Regions from separate parts of the Oryzias latipes genome. Here region 1 is linked to region 2. The links are chromatin contacts, called in public Hi-C maps. All regions are on one chromosome and are shown on one strand. The core of a region is the stretch at or near the end of the contact, and the rest is flanking DNA. Distances in the headings are between cores, read along the strand shown.

What was found. A called contact is a pair of places that touch in the nucleus more often than the background predicts.
Region 1: a Hi-C map of embryo shows a contact between it and region 2, with 2.3 times the contacts expected there. The contact joins two enhancer-like sites. A contact is called at or near these places in 2 of 5 Hi-C or Micro-C datasets (both in embryo).

Annotation. Positions count from the first base shown.
Region 1 is chr9:22,982,190-22,986,148 of ASM223467v1, forward strand. All of the region lies in intron 5 of fbrsl1 (fibrosin-1-like protein), which reads left to right. Among protein-coding and RNA genes, the nearest start is that of chfr, 140 kb to the right of the region's middle. Within about 2 kb of position 2,607, at least 4 of the 8 cell types and tissues checked have an H3K27ac peak or open chromatin away from gene starts, as enhancers often do. A contact at or near this core is called in embryo, where this site is marked.
Region 2 is chr9:22,884,292-22,887,847 of ASM223467v1, forward strand. The region is part of intron 2 of fbrsl1 (fibrosin-1-like protein); the gene reads left to right. Among protein-coding and RNA genes, the nearest start is that of fbrsl1, 140 kb to the left of the region's middle. Within about 2 kb of position 1,595, at least 3 of the 8 cell types and tissues checked have an H3K27ac peak or open chromatin away from gene starts, as enhancers often do. A contact at or near this core is called in embryo, where this site is marked.

The DNA.
Region 1 (3,959 bases), core at 1,357-3,856, 99 kb after region 2:
CGCGTTCAAGCGACCATTTCCAATAAAAAATGTATGTTTTTGGGCTCTACATACTTTAAAAGTTAAACCACGTAAAACTTCGACCAATCAGGGACTTGGATTTGGTAGCGACATATGGATGACATCCCTTTTATTACACTGAAGTGCCAAGAGTTTGAAAATTAGTCATGGAGGAGAAATTAATAATTGCGGTTTGTGCCCGGCCGGCACTATAAGACACTAAGTTTTTCATATATCGGGATAGAGCTGTGAAAGAAAATCCTGGAGCAAAATTCCCAACATTGTGCACCAAATCCCTTATTTCAACATTCCATATATGCGCCTTCAAGAATACACATTATTGAATGCGCATCACATGCCCGGTGTGATTGTAGCATAAGTCTTTGCGGAGAAAAGCATCAGCTGGTTTTGCATCACCGGCATATGCATGCAAATGGATATGTATGACTGTGCCCTAAGTACCAGTTTGTCCTCATTGAAAGAGGCTCCTGCAGCCACTTACAAAAAACGTAGGAGCTTCTTGTGAAACAAAGTTGTCAGCCACTCTGTTGAGTTTCATAGAATGTGAGGTGGAACAAGAGAAGTGTACAGCTGTTTCCTCCCCGACACAGAGGGAGGCAGATGAAGAGCAAAACAGAAAGGAGGAGGTAGAAGAAAAAAGAGAAAGCTTCTCGCTCTGTGATGTGCACTGATGTAGCTGCAGCTCTAGGTCAAACACTGCCAGTGTTTTGTGTTCATCTTCGTCTGGTCTCCCCAGTGCTCCTTTAAATTATTCACCGCCTGAAGTGTGCAGTGTGGCTGCCATCTTTCTTCCCCTCTCCTCCTCCTTTTACTGCTCTCTCTCTGTTATTCCTTTCCCCTTCATTCCTGTCCTCTCGAGTGACGGCTTGTTCCATACACTTTTCAGCCAGCTTTCATAATAGACTCCATCTTGCACATTTCACCCTTGCTTCTCTCCTGCTTGGCTCTAAAACCAGACCCAGCCTTTTTTTTGTAATCAGGGAGGGACTACTAGTTGTTTGGATCAGTTCCTCAGTAGCTCGTGCTCTTTAACCTCCCTTCCACTCCTATTTTATTACATCCCTGGTGTACAAGCTGACTTGACAATCTGTACTGCCTCCCCTATGTTTTTTCATGATCTTTGACCTTGGTGACATGAATTAAATCCCTCTTTCCGACCTGTCAGCTTAACAAATTCAAGACTTTTTTACATGTATTAATGGTTAGTACTGATGGTTTAGCCAATTTTTGTTGAATATTAAATTTAAGAATGAAGGCAATTCCTACCAAGCTAACATTAGCTAACAAGTCAGCTCCTATTGTACCTTCTTTCTTTCTGTGTATAGCGTTATACCAGTTAATTAAAGACCCACTTTGATATAAATGATTTTCTTAACTTGTTCTTGTGGCATTTTTTCACTATGTAAAACATTTATAAAGAAAATTAAGCTCAAAATTACACCTCAGAGTATTTCTTTATTCCAATCGTTGTGAATCTAGAGCAGACAAAAAAAAGTGCTGATGGAAAAAGCATGTACTGTAGGTGTGTTATAGAAAACGAAAGATTTTTGGATCTTGGCTACAGCAAAATCGCTGCTGTTCTATGACTCGGTTCGCATTGACACGACGCCTAATTATAATGGGAAACAAACAAATCCAAGCGTCAAACTAAAGGGAGTGGATGCTTATATTTTCTAAACGTTATTGCATAGTTGTAAAAGCAAAGATGTCATCTACACTAGCATAAACTTAAAAGTAGCCTTGCTTTTGTTGATACAGCAGCCCCTTGAGGATTGTGTGTTCCGCCTTTGGCTACCCCAGGAGAGACCAAAACGAATAAAGAGGTTAAATCCAATTGGAGTCGCTGCAACAGGACACTCGTCTGAGAGTGCCCACAATAACATTTGATCATTGCAGAAAGGGGAATAGGAGTAACAGGCATGGACGAAGGGAGCTGAGGCCTTTACACTCTGCTCCTCCTCTCCAAAAGTCTTTACCCACCCTCTTGCAATCGCTGTCACCCCACATGAAAGCCCCCTCTGGCCTGATGACAAGTCTAGCGTGAAACGTTTGGCTGCCCCCTGAAATTAGCGGTAGAGCCCCCTGGCAGCACATGCTTCTCATGACCAGCACACAGTGGGCTGTCGCCAGACTCTTTTCATTATGGCGGTGCCCTGCCAGCCCCCTGACTCCACTCCTTCTGCCTCTTCCTCTATCCCACCTCCCTCTACTTCTTCTTCTTCTTCTTCCCCCTGTGTGTCAGCCAGAGCTTAGTAAACAGCATCTGTAGTGCTCTTCACATTACTGTCATAGAGAGAAAAGAAAAGGAGGGAACCAGGCTCTCTGTGGGTGTTGCTATTATCTCTTTGTATGCAAATGTCTTTATGTGTGCATACACTGTGTCATTTTGCATGAAAAATTATAAGCATTTGCTGTGTATGTTTCCTTGTGTGTCTCTACGCGCCGGCTTGACTGGATTAGTGTGGCGCGAGAGTTAGCAGTAGCAGCAGAGTGAGAAGAGCGGAGAGACAAGGGGAGTAGCAGTACAGAGCAACGCCTGGAGGCTCAATCTGTTTCTCACTGAGCTACATCAGTGTTAGAGACGGCGGCTTGGGCCGCGGGGAAGCCTCCATTCGCTCCATCAAACTGTCAGGCAGCCAGCGGAGCTGCACAGGGAGACTCTCAGCTGCCCTCGGGGCCAGTTCAAGTCAACATCCCATTTCCTTGCCTCCTCGCCTAATTTCTCCTATGCCCCCGACTTAAATTTCCAATGCCCAGTGTCTGCTGCTGCAGCTCAGCGGCACTGGGCCTGAGGCCCTGTCAAAACACAGCAATGTGCCTGGGATTGTGCACGTTTTTTGTGTGTCCGCTGACAAAACTCTGGGGAACAAGACTGCACACCAGCTACAGTCGCACAACCAGCAGAGACTAAACGGAGCAGAGCGGCCTTATAAAAGACAGAATGCAGGAAAAGAAACAACCCTCTTGTCTCATGCTAGTACCCATTTTTCTTCCATGACTACATTCATAGCACAGTTGTGTATTTCGTGTCCCCTCAGGTTTCTGGCAGTTTTCTTATTTTCTCTGAGTTGCATAAATGATCCCTTCTCTCTCATATATCTGCCTTTAATGTCTGTTTTTCCCTTGCCAAAAGACTCCAAGGATCACACAAGCACCAGAGCCAGCTCTGTTGCTCTCTTAGGTTTCTTTCTAAATGCAAAGGTTTGTAGATTCCGAGAGGTCATTTAATTTAACCAAGAACTGGGAGTACTTTTGAAGTTTATCCACGCTGTTATCACCATCAATCTTTTTCTGCACTGCACCCCTGCTCCCCCGCCTACTCCTTGACCTCACCGCATACTTCATGGAAGTGCAGTAGAGCTGTGCCAGGTCTCAGTGCTGTTAACATGCATTCTGGGTAACGTTAAAATCTGCTTAGTTTGGCCTCGGTTTAGGACTTTATCTTTCCTCACCCTGTTTTGATTTACGTGGCCCTCGTTGAGTGTTCCTTTAAGTGTGTCAGCTCTGAACCAGGGGCCTGTGTTTGTCTGGCTAATGCAAAAAGCTTCTTAAGCCCGTCATTTTCAACCCTCTTTCACTCTCATTCTCTGTCCTCTCTCAGTAGACCTCAGTGAAAGGGGCTTTTGCTGAAGCCTCTGTTTGAACAGCCAACTCTGAGGTCCCAAGCTCAAATATGGGTTTGCGTGAGATCCTGTCTAGGCCTGCTGGTCGATAATATTTCTGCCAGGCAGAGCTTTTTCTCTCCTTCTCATTCCCAAAGGACCCCACATCTTCGCGGAGATCAATACTTTACTAATCCAGAGCTCCCAGGCTCACCCTGGGTAATCAGCTGGCTTCCCATGGCACTAGCTGGGGAGGTCAAGGGTCAAATGGCTCTATAGATTTGATCCTGTGATCAGATCCCCCTATAGGAGAGTCCTTTCAAATGTAGCTAGTAA
Region 2 (3,556 bases), core at 345-2,844:
TCCGGGATGCAGGGAGAGACACTGCAAAGGAGGAGAGGGCACTTTGCTCTGCATCACTTCAGTCCTAGACGTTCCCTCAGTGACACAAGATGGAGGGCTTCTATTCCTTGCAGGACCATGGGAGGTTGTCAGGCAGTCACAGAGCTACAGCCACTCTTTGCAGCAGACCTTTGCCATTCCACTGGCAAGCAAATGGAGAGACGACCTTGTCACATGCTGCCATGTACCAAAATCCCCCTTGATACTTTGGACGCCCCCAAGACATCTGTCTTTTCAAAAGACAGGCCTAACCAGCACCCAACTGTGCCAATGGGCTCCTATGTCCAATGACCATGCTCCAGCTCTTTGTACCCGAACTACATGCCATAATGTTTTTTTCTCATGGGTTATAATAACATTTGAATCCACATTGTGTTATTTCATGTCAGTCTTGTGCTTTCACAGGCTTCAAAACGGGCAATTTCAGAAGCAATGTTAAGGTTCTTTTTTTCCCCAAGGTAACTATCTAAAAGCCTTAGTCACATGCAGATTTTCTGGTTATCCGGGATCGTTAAGGATCGTAGAGAGGTCCAGGCGCATCTTAAAGGGAGCACAGGTGTGTCTTGCAGTTCCCTTAAGGCTCGTACGGCCACCACAATGTACCATTGTCGTGCATGCAGTAAGTGTATCGTAAAAGTATTTGTAAGGATAAGTTATACACATTTATGACGTAGAGGGGATGCTGTCTTACGGTGACCTTTTTGCAGCCCTCCGTTCATTAGTAAGATCCATGTACTGGCTCTTTACTGACCTCGTGCAAATGCTCCATGCATGGGGTGTGCACGTGATATGTAAGAAGTCCATAGGATGCCCACACAAACTACGACCTGAATATCACTAACGGGCCCCTTGTGCACTGTGCAATGAAAAGGAAAAACTGTGCGCCTGAGTCTCACCTACTTCAGCCTTGTGATGTATAAGTGTTCATTAATACCTGCAGCACGCCTGTAGCAAAAAATGTGCCTGAACATTTTCGTCTTCTGAGCTCACCGGGTTGTCTACGATCTAAAATTTTGTTGGGGGCCACCTACATGCCCAGTATAGACAGCCTGTATCCACGTCCTCTTGTTGTGGAAGCCAGCTGTTGTTGTTTTTCTACGCTCAGAGATCTGCTTGTGAGAAGACCAAAGAAAGGACTACATCATCTTCAATAAATTCTGGGTTCAAAGTGTGCTTGGACTTATAAAAAACAGCTTTTCCTCTATTTCCCATCCACAGTTAAACTGGTTGGACAACCATTTCATTCTATTGAACAGCAGCCCTCCACCCTCACTAGCTCGTTAAAATACTCAAAAGAACAAATATAACCTGTCTAATAATGTCTGAACATTTAGAAATGTGGTTAATTCACTGGAGCATTTAATATTTAATTGCACAGTTTACACAACGCCCTTAAAAAGCAACTGCCAGAGGCAATAATGCATCAAAAATAACAGCGTGAGGGCTAAGTGGTAGGACACAATGTACCAGCTCTTGCTCCCCAGGTAGCGCTGATTTCTTTCAACATGGTGCTGTGCTCACTACACCTCTCACCTCATCCTTCTGGCTCCTTGCTGTTCTTCAGTCTCCCTGACATGCCTTCACAGTTGGACTGCAGCTGCCCTTATGCAGCTCTGACACTGGCTTAGATATTTTCCAGATGCCTGGTTTGGCGTATTGGCCGCATGTGTCTTCATGCCTTTGATGTATGTGGTTTTCAAGAACCCTGTGCAAGCAGTTGTGCTTCATTTGCATATTTGCATGCCGATATACGGGGTGCATCTGTGTGTTCCATGCAAATAAATGTGCACATGCACAGCTCCCAGCATTTGCTGTATTAGCTGAAGACGGAAATGAAATATTTCAGGACAGCTGATGTTCTGCTCTTTCAATTTCTCTTTTTGTCTGGCATTTCAACTAATGCAAAGGTCTGATCTGTTATTTTGGAGACTGAACCTTTAGGGAGTCTGCTTTTCATTCAAAAGAAAAGTCCCCATGGCTTGCATTTGCTATTGAATTACTAAAAGAACACCAGCAGGTGTTTTCATTTTGTCTCAAACTGCGCTTGTATGTTGGCTTTTGTCCATGCAAAAAATGCTGTCCTTTCCATTGCACTAGCAAAGTTCCTTTCCCTTAGAAACTTCTACCAACATCACAGTTTTACACTTTTAGCTGCTTTTAAATTTGTGTTCTGTGCTTTTTGTGAAAATCTAAGAGTATTTTTTTCTCTTTTTTTGCACAGTGTGGGGTAGAAGTTGCTTTTCTTGTTAAACATGTTAAATCACAAGAGAGAAGGGGGGGGGGGGTATAGCCTGTCACCCAGATAAAGCTGATTATAGTGCTTATCAGATACATGTGGATAATTATGGTCGTAATGCAAATGGAACAGCAGTCAAGATAACACAAAGCCTCTCCAGCATCAAAAAGCATAGCGGGGGATAAAGAGATAGAGCCTGGTAGAACAAATGCTTAGTGACTGGTTTTTTTTTTTTGCTTCTTTTTTTTTGAAGCAAAGCATGGAGTGAAAAGTATGTTATATGCCAAAAATAAACGGTCAATAAGCACAGCAATCCCCAGTCGCAGCTGCAAAATATGACGGGATCAGGGCTTTTTTGTACAACTGTCACTATTTATGAGGGAGGTTCTGTGTTGATTGTCGGAGGCAAACAAAAAAGTATGTTTATATATGCTTTGAGACATTTTTAATGCCTGACTTGTTTTCACTGGTTACTGATGGCTTATCATAGTCAGTGCTGCAACACTTGATCAGCAGCTGTAAGGCTGTAGAGGCCTCTGGAAGCTTGGGTGAGCTTTTTTCCCCTCATCTTGTAGGTATCATTTATCCTTTCTTAAGACTGTCATCCTATGTTTCACCACTGTTATATCATAAGCTACTTTTTTTATTGTATAAACCAACTTCTTTTAGGTTCTTTGTTCAACCTTTCTATTTATAGTATAAGAAGAACACTGAACGTAGTTCCAGGAACGCCATTTGACCCAAGAGAAGGACAATAAAATGGATGTAGTATTATAGGTTTATTTGGAGCAGTGCAAAGCTTTGTTCAGGTGACTACTTCCAATGAAAAATTTAAAAAAAGCACATATATACACGTTTCAGGCTTCCCTGTTCAAAACCCTCAGGTTCACGTGTTGCTACACCAGTTTCTACAACTGTTTTCAGGCTATACATACAAAACGTATGGCCATTCAATGCACACTGAAAGTTTAACCTGGTAGGACTTTGACCAATCAGGGGCTCGGACTTCGACAATTCCCACCGAGCCTCTTCCAACTGTAGATGGCCGACATGCAATAGAAAACATTAGAAAAAGAAGAGTAAGCTCTCTGCTTCTCCAGTGTGAAAACCATTATGCTAAACGCGTGTTCAAGAATGCGCAGTTAGCTCGTTCCTGAAGACGCATCAAATACCTGGGGTAAATGTAGCAATATAATTAGAAATTGTTTTACTCTTCTAACATCTTATTTGTTCTCAGTTGCTCATCAGTAATCTCTGCTATGCAATTGGTATGTTGGATTC